2 separate regions of the Sus scrofa genome follow, and region 2 is linked to region 1. A link is a contact called in public HiChIP or PLAC-seq data. All regions are on one chromosome and are shown on one strand. The core of a region is the stretch at or near the end of the contact, and the rest is flanking DNA. Distances in the headings are between cores, read along the strand shown.

Region 1 (7,442 bases), core at 1,822-4,321:
AGAAGTGGGATTAAGGGACCAAAAGTTCCTTTCTCCAAAGTTTAAAATGAAAACAAAAGCAAACCAGAACAGCTGGTCGCTCCAGGCCAAACACAAGTGTGGGGCAGAGGGTGTTAAAAATCAAACTGACCCCTTTCTGGTACTACCATCAAATCTAAAACAAGCTAGCTTCTACCCAGTGCCAGAGCCAATGATGGAATTTTTCCATCACTGGAAAACTGCGCCAGCACAGGAGAATAAGCTTGGACACCCTTCAATATTCCTAGTCCCTCTCCCGAGAAAAAGATTCAGAAAAGTTGATGATTTGCCTGAGATCACACAGCACATCAAACGGCGATAGCCCCCAAGTTCCTGTCTGGTTCTGAAGTCCCTACCCTGTAAACACAGGATACGGCAGACAGAGATAAGACCCTGCTTTCTCCCCCATGTGCCCACTGAGCCGGCAGCAGCTAGTTTCTCTCTGTGCTGCCAGCCTGGGTCCACATGGCTGCAATCACCTCAGTGCTATGTTTTCCGGTGCTGGTGGAGGACGACTTGGAAGGACAAGGGCTTTTCTCACATCTGATCTCAATTTGGGTTCAGGGAAGGTCAGCGTTTAATAGCGAGTGTAGAGTTGTTGCTATATCTGCCTCAACCAGAACAAGTGTCACGAAAAAAAAGACAGAGAGAGAGGAGAAAATAGAGGGTGGAGATGAATGAGCTTCTTCCAGCAGCTTTATCTACAAAGACAAAGACACTGCGGCCCCCACACCACAACCAGTCCACCTTCCCTCCTGAAGGCAGCTGGAGGAAATGAATGGAACTGGCAGTTTCCAACGGCCTGAGCTGGAGACGCCAAGGCTGCTTCTCGTGGACTCAGGGTAAGGGTCCTATCTGCTCAAGGAGTCAAGGTTTGTTGGCCGCACTCATCTGGATCGGCCCAGAATGAAGCTGAAGTCTGCAGGGGGAGGCTGGCCCCCTCCCTGTATCAGCATTAAAGGCACCAGCTCATTGTAAACAGGATCCACACCTCTGGATCACACAGGGTGGGTTCAGAGGTGGCAGCTGGGCCAGGCACCAAGGACTTCTTGTGCACAGCCTACCCAACGGAGCTCATCTTTAGACAAGAGGCTGACCCTACACCTCTGAAAAGGACAACAGCGAAACCAGAGGTCCCATTCGAATAACTACCACACATTTTCAAAAGGGCACACATGGGGGTCGTTGGTCCCCTTCTCACCCCTCCCCGAGGAATACAGACAGGTGACACACACAGGTAAGAGCACACTCACCTGCGCTCTGACTTCCTGACTCTGTGCCGCTCAGGCCAGACGAGGAATGTCATTGGTTTATTCTGGCAAGCTCCTTAGCGGCCGCTGCCATAGGATACAGGCTTTATTTAACATAACGGAGTCCTTCTGCTCCCCTAGCCAAGGCCTTGCACCCCCTCAGGAGAAAATCTCCCCGAGGCATCAATCTCCAAGGCATCTAAGTTCCTTCCTTGGGCTGACATCTCTCTCAGCACCGTGGTGAACGCGCTTGAGAAGCCTGAGTCTGCAGTCCCTGTGGCAGCTCCAGCAAAGGTGCATTATTTATCACAGCTGCTGATTTAATTAATACAGAGACATATTTAATACAGCTTGATAATTATCTCAGCAATCTCAGGCCGGAAAATAAAGGACTCCCAGCAGCATGTGATCGCTTCTTTCCGATTCTGGTTCTAACTGCCGGCTCAGCATGTGTGCAAGTTGAACCGAGGCCCCAAACCAGCCCAAGCACTGAGCTAGCAGCCACCTGTCAGTTCTCCACCCTGGGGGTTGGTTTAGCAAGCGGGCTGGGATCTCCAAGCACTAGCTTAACCTCTGGCTCCACCTAACGGCAAGAAATCCACACTCCCCTTTCACAGATGGACAAACTGAGCTTCAATCCAGGAAGGTCCCAAAAGGAGGAAACTAATTCAGCATAGGCAGCTAATGGTCCTCAGCTTGGCCTCCCACGCTGTAATTTTCTTCCCCTGTCATCTTACAGGAGGAAAAGTGATGACAACTTTTTAGTTAGCATCTTGGATTTCTCCAGCCCCTTTGTCTGCGAATAGCACTTCACACACATTATTCGAACAATCTCAGATGGGTGAGTCACTAGAGCGTCTGCTGAATAAAGAGGCACAAACACAGAGGCCTGCAATGAGCTGAAAGACTGAGGCACAAATGGTACCTGATGTCCAGCCCAGGATCTGGCCGAACATTTGCTCCTCCTCTCTGACCTTTGTCTGGCTTCCCCATCACTTTTATCCTGTTAAAGTACTTCTGCGTGAGGCGAGGAAAGCTAGGTCGCCGGCTGGGCTCGCCAGGGGAGGGTCTGCGCTCACCTTTAAATCAGGAGGCTTGCTTCGGGGACCCGGGTTGGGTGCCGCGGCAGCGCCCGCATCCGAAGTTGGCCCGCCGGCAGAGTTAGCACCCGTGGCCTCCCCAGGCCGGAGATCTGTGCCCGGCAGGTGGCAAGCAGCATCTTCCAGCCCAGCTCCATCCTCCTCGCCCTGCTGTTGCTGCAGCTCGTCCGATTTGCACCTCTTCATGGTGTATGTGGGTCGGCAAGGGGAATCTGTCCTTCCAGCGCGCCGTCTTGGGGGAGACCGCACCCCCTCTTACACTCAGAAAGGAGGCTCGGGGTCTAAATTATTAACGAGGAGGGGAGTCGGCAGATCACAATTTCTTGAATTAAAAAAATAAATCTTTCTAAGGGATGGATGAGGGAGGGGCGGGGTGGGGGGGAAGCCTTGGTTACAGCTTGGAACAGTTCATTACGACCTGGGGAGCGGAGGCAGGTCACAATCGAAGCTGGGCAGCAGGAGTCCTTGGGCAGTCATTGGAGCGGGAGGAGGAAGGCAGCCCCCGGCCCCTAAACTTTCTGCTTCTGGGCATGGGCAGGGCGGAGGGGAGCTGGGCGGCACAGCGCATCCCTCCCGGCGGGCCGGGCTGCTGGGCGAGGCAGGCATGGGGCAGCCGGCCAGGCAGGTCCTCGTCGGCCACCCTCGGCGCCGACTGCGGCCCCCCGCCCTGCCGCGGGCCCCTGCCGGGCACCGGCGGGCGGTGGAGAACGCCGCCCGCCCCGCCCCTCCCCCGCCCGCGCGCCCCGCTCCCCGCCCGCCGCGCCGCGCCGCGCCGCCTGCTGCAAAGCCGCTGCCGCGGCCCTTGCCAGCGGCGAGCGCGCAACCTACCCCGCCCGTTGCCTCGGCCCGGGGAGGGGAAGGCGAGGCCAGAAGGGAATGACAACGCCAACCGGCCAATGGGAAGCCCGGAGGGCTGAGGGGGGTGTCGCGCGGCCACGTTTTTAGGGTTGGTTGCACCGTGCGGTCCCCCAAGACAGATCTGGAGGGCTAAGCTGCTGCGTTTTAGCATTGCAGAGAGCGAGCTGCGGAGTAAAGAGGCAGGCGGCGGGCCGACGGAATGGGGTATTAGCAGACGCGTGAGGGACCCTCCCAGGAGAGGCTCTGTCGAGATTTCCCCCACCCACTCAGTTTATTTGGCGGAGAAAAGGCGCAATAGGGATGCTTATCGGTTGCTCCTTTCTTTGGTCTAACTTTGCACATTGTAACATCTCTTCAACGAGGAAGACGCCAACCGCCGCTAAGGCACCTGATCTGAAACACGTACGGATGCTTGCATTCGGAGCTGCAAATGCAATGGGAAGGAAGCTGCTGTTCTTCGGCCCCATGGCCACTTCCCTCACTTTTAGTAAACTGCCTCACCAGTCTCAGCTTTGTGCTCAGAAACGAGAAAGTATTTCATTTTTGAACAGAAAAATGTATGCGAGAGTTCTTGCAAATTGTGAAGTAGCTTTCAAATAAGAAAGGGTATTAATAGCAGGAGGTTGAGACATGGAAGAGAGAAAAGGAATGCAGTCTCTTTCCCCCATAAATCTCAGCCAAACTGCTCTGAGTAATCTGCAGGCAGAAGAGAGCAAACACTGGGGTTATGAAGATAAGGACCCTGGTAGTAATAACAACCCCATCTGAGTGCCTACTGTGTGCTCGCTGTGGATGCGGTGGTTTGTGCCTACCCAGCAGCCTGGACCTCTCAAAAGTCTGGTTCTGGAGACCAGCAGCATCAGCAGCATCTGGAAACTTGATACAAATGCACATTGCTGGGCAACAACCAGACCTACTTGAATCAGAAATAATAGGCCCCCAAATCTGTTTTAACAAGCTCTCCAGGTAAGTCTGATGCAAGTTAACATTTGAGAACCAGGGGTCTAGACTGTAATGAAGGGGCCACTCAGTCTGTGAGTCACAGTGATCTCTAAAGCATTTCACAGTGTACCAGTCTCTTTCACACGCATGGTGCCATTCTAGCCTCACTTCAGTCCTACTAGTCTGTGAGTTTCCGGACTCTGTCCTGTCTTCCCATTCCAACCACTCATTTGAATGTGTGTCCTAGAAGAGCCTACGTTGTTAAGAATTTACTTCAGTGAGGCAGCTACTTTCTAAACGAGGCAGCACTGTTTTTAGAAAACAGGAATTTAGGATGGGCTGGAAATGTAGAACCACCCCCACCTCCACATCACCAGGCCACAAGCCTTTAGCATTTTGAAGAGTGATGGAAAGGAAGGATGCCAGTGAAGACCATGGCAGGACTAGACAGACCCAACAGGGGCAGGTGCACTCGGTGCCAGATGTCAGAGTCTGCTGTAACAGCCCAACTGGCCCCAGAGAAGTGCAGGGACCCTCAGACCCTGGGCGGGGTCTTGGGAAGCAGTGGCCAGCACGTGGTGAGCACACGTGGACACATGTTCATGACCTGACTCTAGGCTGAAGAAGAGTAAAGGGAGTTGGTGTGAAGCTTTAAGGCAGTAGAGAGCAGTATCATTTTGAATTATGCCTCATTTCCATACTAGGTTGGAGTTGACCTTAAGTTTGACCTTTGCATGTCCATGTACTTATAGCATGATGGCCAGATTTCCTGTTAGTGGCCATATGTAGCAAGGTGTAATTCAGGTCAACAAAAAATTGTGTGTTTCAGGAAACCAGCCAACACTTTACACTCCATTTTGGAGAGGCAGTGTAGTATAGAGGTTAAGAGCTTAGACTCTTTGTGGCTAGACTGCTTGGGGGCAAATCCTGGCTCTTGCTGTCCACTGACCATGTGATTGGAGGCAAGTGGTCTAACCTCTTTAAGCCCCGGTTTCCTCATTTAGAAATGGGGATACCAACCAACCTTATAGAGTATTGGGCAATATGTGGAAAGCACTTAGAAACTGCCAGTCATAGAGTGAGGGCCATAGCTGTAAATAGAGATGTCATCTAGCTTCAAAAAGTTGAACGTTCCACTCCAGTGATTCTGTCCTTGGGAATTCAAGTGTGTCTCACCCATTTCTAATTTTCACTGAGTGTCATACTATAGAACAAATATACTACTGCCTAGGCAGTTTGGGTGAGAAGTTGTATAGAGAGCCGTGTGACCTGCAACCACCAGTCTGAAGCTGATGACAAATTTTCATGAGCCGTAGTAGATGCTTGAGTACTTAAAATAAAGGGAAGGTGAAAAACTTTGATTGGAATTTTGTTGAAAGGACTAGATCATTCTATTCTTCTAGGTTTCTTGGGGAAATATAGGCACACAACTATATTTTGATATAAGACAAAAATTTACAGATTTACAATACAAGAATAATATTCTGAATGTGGGAGTAGTAAAAATATTACCGTTTTGCTTTGGCAACCACTAGTTAATTACAGATAAATAACATGGTCTAGTGGGAAACCCCTGGTCTTGATGTTAGAAAATTCACGTAAAATTTCTGGTTCTGTTACTCTCTGGATGTTCTTGGGTGACCACATCACTTAACCTCTTTCACTCTTGTTTTCTCATCTGTAAACAAGGGCTCATAATATCATCACATGGTTTAATTATAAGAATTAAACTAGATAATGCATGTGAAAACTCTTGACACATAGTATGTGCTCAGTAAACCCGAATGAAATGAGAGCAGTTAACTTGTCCAAGCCCACTGTCTGCCACATGGAAAGGCAGGATTATCCCACTGAGCTTAATGCTTTTTGAATGGAAATGCCAGTTAGGCTGTCGAGAGAGGGCACTCCTGATAGTATCAAATTTCCTAAACTAGTAAATATATAAACAAGGAGAGTAAAGATCAGGGTTATGGAATCCTGTTATCCTTGTCAGTAGCCAGTTCATTTAGCTTGAAAAACTGTTGAAGCTTTAATTATAGAGGATCAGGTGCCAAGATCAACAGGTAAGCATAAAATTTTTCTTTTTGTAAAAGCAGTTAAGTCTAAGAAATAAAAGACATCTCTTTCTAGTAGCAAGAGGCTTGTAGATCATCCAAGGAAATTGTTTCCTATGCCAAAGGAATTCTTGAAAAAAACATTTTAAACATCAAATGGGTTATCAAAGAGCTGTTTTAAGATTTAACATACTAACTAGAGTGCTTTTCTTAGAAGGTAAAAGAACTGTCCAAAGAGACTAGATATAATTTTTGATCACTGTGTTTTGATACCAACATCATTACAAGTAGTCCTTTGCTAACATAATTTTCTTCCTTTTCTTTTGGAGATACCTCTTTCACTCAGTGCTCTCCTTAAAAGAAATTGGGTTCTGTTGGAATAGGAGGCGTGAACTATGCAAATAATCATCAGGGAGATTGGCTGGGTTGTTGTGACGTCACAATCCCACCACCTGAGTACAGACTTTTTATTGGCTATTGCAAGAGGCAGGCAGGACTGAGAAGGCTCTGCTCACTCTTGAGTTGGAGAAAGCTGTGGAGTCTAAATTTTTTCCTGTTTTTTTTGCTTAAAATGTACTCAGAAGCATTTTTTATATGTTATTACACTTTTCCATGTTATTCCATGAGCTATTACTTAGACATATTTCCATATGTCTAGGTAAACGTTTTAAATGATTGTTTGCTGTTCTACCAAGTGACTATGTCACAGTTTATTTAACCACTATCCACCTTATTCCTAGATATTCATTACAATTTTTTGCCTTCAGAAATAAAACTAATTATTATTTTTCTTGAAAAATTGTATATATTATTTCCTCCATAGCATAAAATCTCTTGGTACATAACTGGCAGTGTTTTAAAGTAGTAAACAAACCCAGATTGCCATTTTTGTAACATTTCTCTTGCAGCTTTCCTAAAACTTGCTCTGGAGAGCCAAAAGAGTCTGTCTCATTCCTGGAACTAGTGAATCTCCTATCTCCATAATACAAAAAGCTGAAAGTTCCTTCTTCTCATTTCAGGTGGGATGCATATTCTTCATTCTGGGTGCTTGTTGCTTCTCAATAACGGGAGAAAAGTGACAATAATTATGGCCGTGGACAGAGAAGGTTTGTGAAGCATAAACTTAAACCCTGATTGTACTGTTCTGTGTGAGCCTGGGACTGGTAAAATGGCTGCTTTGTGTCCTCTCCCGCCTCTATAGGGAATGCATACAAACCTCT
Region 2 (7,442 bases), core at 2,636-5,135, 91 kb before region 1:
CGTGAGCCCCTCCCTCAAATCCATGAGCCAGCATAAGACCCATCCTTTCAGCCCCCCACGGCATTTTCGACCTGTCTTGAGAGCCTTCCCAATTTCTGCTTCGGATTAGATGGTAGGTTGTATATTTATCTTGTTTCCCTTACTACACTGTGAACTTCCTGAGAGCCAGGAGGTAATTCTTAGTCATTCATCAAGAGTCATCTTAGATATACTTTTTTCCAGGAGAACTGCCCCACTCCTCAACTCCCCCCGCCCCAAGCATGGCCGTGGTACCCCCTACTTGGCCTCCCACGAGTAACCTGTACTTGGCACATCGCAGCAGTCCTTACTCTGAGTCACATTAACTTTCTCTTCTGCTGGTCTGGACCCACAAAGACACACACACACACACACACACAGGTTGTGAAGTGTGTAAGGACTGGAACAGATGCGGGTTCCTAATTGTTTTCCCAGTGAGGCACCTAGTAGGCTCAACAAATGGTTAATCAATAAATGGTCAATCCCAGAGCCCTTCACACAGCGATCACCACCAGCAGCCACACCCACCCCCACCCCAGCCGCCGCACCCCCAGCCACCTCTGCTTCCCCCTAACACTGGATGGTGAGGTGGGCAGGATTGAGATGGCTCAGCTCAGCTCAGATTCCTGGGCACATCCGAGCACATGACCCAGGAATTCCCCAATATCTGCCGGCAGCCAAATCCCCTGACGTAATCAGATTCCCTGTGAGGCATTCACTCCACAGTAGACCAGGTCTCCCTTTAAGGAATTTGAGCTTCAGCAGTTAAGATCATTTCCGAGTCGCAAGCTCTTCCGGCGGCTCTGTGTCTGTTTGTCTGCATCCCTTGCCTGTCTGCTGTGGACAGACAACAGCCAGGTCCATTTATCACTAAAGCCCTGTCTCGCAGTTTCTCAGGGGGCCCCCAGGCTGCGTCATGACTGAAACTGAGCAGATCTGTTTTCTCTGAAGACTTTGGTTATCATGGCTTGTCCCCTAAACGGGGATTTACATTCTGGTCAAAGGAAGCTGAAGAAGGGGTGGGGAAGGTCTGAGAGGTGCAGGAGATCTTTCCCTAGCCCCCTCCCCATCCCCAGCCACCACCCTCCTCCCTGCAATCATCTGTTTAGCTGGGAATGGAAGGAAATCACTTCAGTCTTTGAATTCCACTGCCCGTGCATTCCTTTGGTTCATAAGCATCTATTGAGTGCCTTTTTTTGTGTGCCTAGCAGTGGGCTAGGTGTTGGGGATAACCAGAAGCTGGATTAAGTCCTAATTAATCTAGACTTCATAAGGGTCTACATTAAGCATGACACAGAATTTTATGCTCATCTGTACGAGCCTTTCATCTTATGAGAAAATGTTGATTCATCAGGCCGACTGTCTCCCATTTTGCTGGTATCAGTCTAAAAGGCCCTGTCTGGGAGTTTCCATTGTGGCTCAGTGGAAAGGAATCCATCTAGTGTCCATGAGGATGCAGGTTCGATCCCTGGCCTCGCTCAGTGGGTTAAGGATCCGGCGTGGCTGTGAGCTGTGGTGTAGGTCGCAGACGCAGCCTGGATCCCACATTGCTGTGGCTCTGATGTCGCCGGCAGCTACAGATCCAATTCGACCCCTAGCCTGGGAAATTCCATAGGTTGTGGGCGTGGCCCTAAAAAGCACAAAAATAAAATAAAATAAAAAATAAAAGGCCCTGTCTGCAGGAAGCTGCCCCAGATCAACCTCTTCCTGTCTGGCCCGGAGGCTCCCTTCTTTATATCCCCCAACAGCATTCTGTTCTCCCCCCATTATGGACACATCTTCCTCTATTAGGATTTGCTTGTTTATTTCTCACTGGATTGAGCACTCTCTGAGGGCAGAGACCTCGTCCATCCTATCCCCATCATATCCATAGGCCAGCACCTAGTGGGCACCAGTATTTGTAGAATGACTAAGTGATTGGTAAAAGGCCATCAAAGGGGTTGGTGTCCATCAGGACTAAAATTCGTGTCTCAACACTCAGCCCTGTGCTTGCTCTTTATTACCCATGCTTCCTCTTGACAGCCCTAATCTATCTGGATGGCCCCAGCTACCTGGACCCTAGGAATGATGTAGATCTAATTGGGGAAAGGAGACAGGTGATCAGGGGAACTGTCCCCTGGGCCTCATTCTCTTTTCACGGGTAACCCAGAGCCAGAGGGGAGGCTGGGGAGAGAAGAGTGCCAAACCGGCTACCACCTCCTATGACCTTCAAGATTTGGGGAAAGAGATTGGTTTCCTGCATAAGAGTGTCCTCTTCTGCCACAAAGGAGGCAAAGGGCCCCATTCTCCATCCCTAACTCACAATAGAAAGGATCAAAGGATCAGTAGAAGTAGGAAAGTAGGCAGATGCTAAATACAAAATTCAATCCCTGAGGATCTGGTCCTTCTTGATCCTCAGGGCATCCTGAATACACAGCTGGAGGCACCATCCTTCTGGTGCTTGTGAATCCCATCTCTGCCAGTTTCTCACCAGTTGTGTGGTCTTGACAGAATAATACCTCCTTCATAGGAGTGGGCTACCATGAAGCCTCAAGGAGAAATGTTCCTTTCTCCCCACACTCTCCACATTTAAAGGAAGAAGGGGAGCCTACGGATATTCTCATTTCACTCTAAATGACACTCAGAATGGGGATTCTGGACCTGGGGATTCTGCCCCAGGTCTTAAAAACCAAGCCACACCTCATGATCTACCTGGCTCCAAAACCACAGAAAGAAAAACTTAGGTGGGCAGCTATTTACTGGTTTAACAACACAAGTTGTATAGGAGGAGTGTATTGTATTTTTTAAATGTTTCCCGGAGTTCCCATCGTGGCTCAGCAGTAACAAGCCTGACTAGTATCCATGAGGATGCAGGTTCAAACCCTGGCTTTGCTCAGTGGGTTGAGGATCCGGTGTTGCTGTGAGCTGTGGTGTAGCTCAAAGACAAGGCTCAGATCCCACAGGGCTGTGGTATAGGCCAGCCTCTGTGGCTCAGATTCAACCCCTAGCCTGGGAAATTCCATATGCTGTGTGCGTGGCCCTGAAAAGACAAAAAAAAAAACAAACATAGCAATGAATAAATATCTCCTTTTGGCTCTCTCTACCTCCTTCCAACATTTCATAAATTCTACCACATTTTGAGAATTTGGTACTTCTACTCAGCCCTAGAAGCCTTCTTTGGTGAAGTACTTTTTGGAACCACATTTTGGGGATACAATTAAGGTTGATCCAACTGAGGAGAGGTGAACTCAAGAACCCTGGAACAGCTCTCCATCAGCCCTTCCTCTTGACTGCAGTCTGTCTCCATCCCATTCCGTCCCTCCTTCCTCCTTATGGCCTTATCCAAGTGGTTAAGTGACTGTATAGATTTCTGCTAGAAAGAAGCAAAGCTCTCAGAACGGAGAAACACGTTGGAGACTTCTAGTACTGTCATATTGCCCCTTGCTAACTGAGAACAGCAAATAGAAGGGGAACAGGTGGCTCTAACCAGGACCAAGAGGTTCTCAGAAGCAAGAGCAGTTTCAGGGGCCCTCAAAGGTTCCGGACCCCAGTAGCGTCAACAGCAGTAGCCTCTCCCCTCCCCCCCTCCGAGTAGCCGCCACTGTTGTCCACTGTTCCTTTGCCTGCCCCTCAGGGGCCCAGGTGGGCGGGGCTCCATTGACACCTTTCCCTGCGGCGCGGAGGGGAGGAGGCGTGGCCGGAGCCAGGGAAGCCAGTGTGGGCGGCCCTGGTTACACGCAGAAGGGAACTGGCCAATGGATGGACACTGGGGGGCGTGGCCAGAGCCTCCGGCTTGGGGCGTTTATAACAACTTGGAATGCGGCGCCTGGTCGTGCGCGCTGGTGTGGCCGTGGGTTCCCGGCCGGGGTGTAAGACGGGTTCCCCAGCTCTACCTCTCCCCGTGCAGCCAATTCCCCCTCTGCCCTCGCTCACCTGCTCGCCATGGAGTCCTTGGCTTTCCCCCGGCGCCTCGGCCCGGGTCCCTCGGCCACCGCTGCCCTGGCAGCGGAGCTTGTTCGGCCTTTGGCCGACGGGCTCCTCAAATCGCCCAAACCCCTGATGAAGAAGCAGGCGGTGAAGCGGCACCACCACAAGCACAACCTGAGACACCGCTACGAGTTCCTGGAGACCCTGGGCAAGGGTACCTACGGGAAAGTGAAGAAGGCTCGGGAGAGCTCGGGGCGCCTGGTAAGTGCACTTCCCTGTCCCGGCGCGCCGTGCCGGGCTCCGGGGCTCTTGGGGTCTCGGGGCTTGGCCGCCAGCGGAGGGTGATGGAGGGTGGGACGAAGGCTAGTGCCTTGCTCCGTGGAGGGGCCCGCATTGTCTTTACTGCACCAAGGTTGCGTATGTGTATGGGTTGCTGGTGGTGTCCGCTGTAGTTCTTCTCTCTGATATTGCAGTGCTAATGGTCATGGACCTGAGAACCCCAACAGCTCAGCATATGATGATTGCCAAATGAGTGAGGCGGGGCGCATAGAGGACGAGGAATAGTGTTCTGTCTTGGGATGAGAAAGCTCCTAAAGAACGAAAATGGGTTTTAAGTGGAATTTTTGCTGGTAACAGACTATCTATCCAATAGACTGGGATGGGAAAGGAAGTAGAAAACACCTGATCTTAGAAGGAGGTTAGTAAAAGTGTGTCGTTGAGTACATGAATGAGGTAACTAATTCCTCAATTAAGTGTGGATAGTTCCGCAGCCCAGCACACTATGGAGATTACCCCCCACACACCACCACCCCATCAGGGGGTGCTAGTGAATTTGACCTTTAGGCCCTTTCCAGCTTTAAGACTGAGTCCAACTTTCATTATGATGGGTTTTTAATTCTGAGAATATGAAACCAAGCTCTGGTGCAAAGTCCACTGTGCGCCTCAGGATACCTTTGGGACTGGGGCCTTTTCAGGTATATGTCTTATTAATTTGGAGGGGGTGTATATATTCTGTGAGCAATTCACTTTATCTCTATGCGCTTGTTTCCCCTTCTGCAAAAATGAAATAAAATAGTCTCAGTCATGGATGCTTATGAGGACCGAATGAGATACAAATATGAATTTAAATTGTTCCTGAGATTGAGAACTGATATTTATATCTGGAAAAGAAGGCCAGCCCTGAAAGGATGGCAAGTTTCACCAAGTTAACAGTGGTTCCCAAACTTGAGTTTATGTACACAGGAATCACATGGGTGCTTGTTTAATAATTCCCTGCTTCCACGCTCAGAGGATTTTACTCAGAAGGTCTGGAAGGGGCCAAATCATCTATATTATAACAAGGCTTTTAGGGCAGGTGGTTTAGGGATTGTTTTGCCAAATCCAGTTGCATGCTGGGTGTGAGATGTGCCTGGATGTGTGTGTGCCCGTGTGTGTGGCCATGGTTTGCCTTATCAGCTATGGCAGCAGTCACCTCCCCAGATTGTTTGCTTTTGCAGCCAGTAGCTGGTTTGAAATTCGAGAAGTCATTTCATTGGCGAAGGAGAGTGGACTCTGGGGAAAGGAGACTGGATTATGGCCCCATCAATAGGACCGAGTATGTTTTTCCTGCTAACGCCTGGCACAGTCCCCAGTTGCCCGCTGCCAGGTTACAGCTATTGGGCAATCATGTACTTCCTGGCTTTCCTTTTCATTCCCTTTCTATAAAGTGTGAGGGCCTCGTCAGGCTCCAGGCTTGAGACTGCTGGGCTCAGGCTTTGTCAGGGGCTCAGCTGGAGGATAACTGCTTGTGGCTTGTGCCTCTTTTGGGGGACAGACTGGATTGGGGGAACTGGGATGGCCTGGAAACTGAGACTGAAGTTCAGAAATCCCACTGAGTTCTTGACCTAGGTCGCTGCATGTGTGTGTGTGTGTGTGTGTGTGAGTGAGAGAGAGAGAGAGAGTGAGGGAGAGAGAAAAAGAGAGATCTCATTGATTCTGGAGTGAGAGAAACCAGCTTTCAGTTTTCAAACCTCATTGGCTGTAGGCAGGGATTCCAGCTCTTATTACATCAGAACAGAGAGAATTCAGAAGGTGCTCTCTGGCCACTTGTACACAGGGAGCCAAGACCAGTAGGAGTGGGAACCTGCCCTAAAGCTCCCTGATCCATAGACGTGCCCCCACCCCACCCCCCGCAACCTTGCCATACTTCTGCTGGGAATCTGCTCAGGGTCTCCCTCCTCCTTGGAGAGCAGCTCCCAACCCTCATGTTTTCTCAGTCTGGGGAGGAGTCCTCTTCTCCACCCCACCCCCATTCCTGCCTCTTCACTCTTCTCCCTGAAGAGGGACCCACCTGGTGCCTTGGGATCTTCAGTGGGGGACGGGGTGTGGGAGCAGCCCACCACCTCCCTCAAAGTGAACGGAGGTTGTTGAGGGGGGACTAGGTTCAGAGGAAAGCCTGCGGGGTGGGGTGTCTTCCATCCCATTTTCTCTCCGCTACATTTCCTATCCCCAGCCTTGCCCAGATGAGATTATCAGGGGCAGATGGGATTGTCTAGAGGGAGGGGCGGGCGGGCAGGACTAATGGCTGCTCCAGGAGGGCATTAAAGGAAAAACAAATATTTGCTCTGGATCTGCTAGCTCGGAGGACGTTCCTGGTATCCAGATGACATTTCCTCTTGTGATTCTTGTAGCTCTCCTGACCACGCCTCCCCCCTCAAACGAAAAACACCTGCTGGGGTCCCTGCAGTGGTGGAGTCTACAAAGGCCTTTAGGATGGTCTGCCTGGAATTCTTTTTTTTTTTTTTTTTTGGTCTTTCTGCCATTTCTTGCACCACTCCCGCGGCATGTGGAGGTTCCCAGGCTAGGGGTCAAATCGGAGCTGTAGCCACTGGCCTACACCACAGCCACAGCAACATGGGATCCGAGCTGCATCTGCAACCTACACCACAGCTCATGGCAACGCCAGATCCTGAACCCACTGAGCAACACCAGGAATCGAACCCAAAACCTCATGGTTCCTAGTCAGATTCGTTAACCACTGAGCCACAACGGGAACTCCTGCCTGTTATTCTTACCTCCACAAGGAGCATAAGGGGAAGCCAAATGGGCAGGGGTGCTACTGTCTCATTTATACATTGGATGGCTACATGGGATTTTAGAATGTTTGAGAATGACTGAGAGTCTGCTTCCCTCATTGACAGATGGGAAAACTGAGGCCAGGGAAGGCAGGTGACTTGTCCTATGGCTGGTGAATGGCAAGCCTGCAACCTAAGCTGCTGACTTGAGCACCGCAGGCACTAGATGACCAACACCGAGTCTGGGAGTTGGCTTTGAGCTGAGCCCAGGCTTGCCAGTGTGCTTTGTCATTCCAACAGACTGCCTTTCCCAGAGCTCCAGGCACGCTGAGGGTGGGAGGAGCCACAGGGAACAGCCCCCACCCCCACATGCACACTGACTCTCTTGAGGGATCCTGAGTGGGTGAACTATACAGTACATTAGAGGCTCAGACTTTGTCAGGAAGACTGCTCAGCTCAGCATCA

The links. HiChIP or PLAC-seq counts read pairs in DNA pulled down with a chosen protein or histone mark.
Region 2: a contact with region 1 is called in an H3K27ac HiChIP or PLAC-seq map of skeletal muscle. The contact joins the promoter of NUAK2 here to the promoter of TMCC2 in region 1. A contact is called at or near these places in 2 of 5 promoter capture datasets (fetal liver and fetal skeletal muscle), 3 of 47 Hi-C or Micro-C datasets (embryonic fibroblasts, fetal liver and skeletal muscle) and 1 of 2 datasets of contacts at active chromatin or transcription factors (skeletal muscle).

What each region holds. Positions count from the first base shown.
Region 1 is chr9:65,905,804-65,913,245 of Sscrofa11.1, reverse strand. TMCC2 (transmembrane and coiled-coil domains protein 2) reads right to left here and starts at 3,071. Exons shown (of 5, transcript XM_021063276.1): 1 at 2,348-3,071. The coding sequence starts at 2,554.
Region 2 is chr9:65,998,108-66,005,549 of Sscrofa11.1, reverse strand. NUAK2 (NUAK family SNF1-like kinase 2) reads left to right here and starts at 3,885. Exons shown (of 8, transcript XM_003357391.4): 1 at 3,885-4,185. The coding sequence starts at 3,940.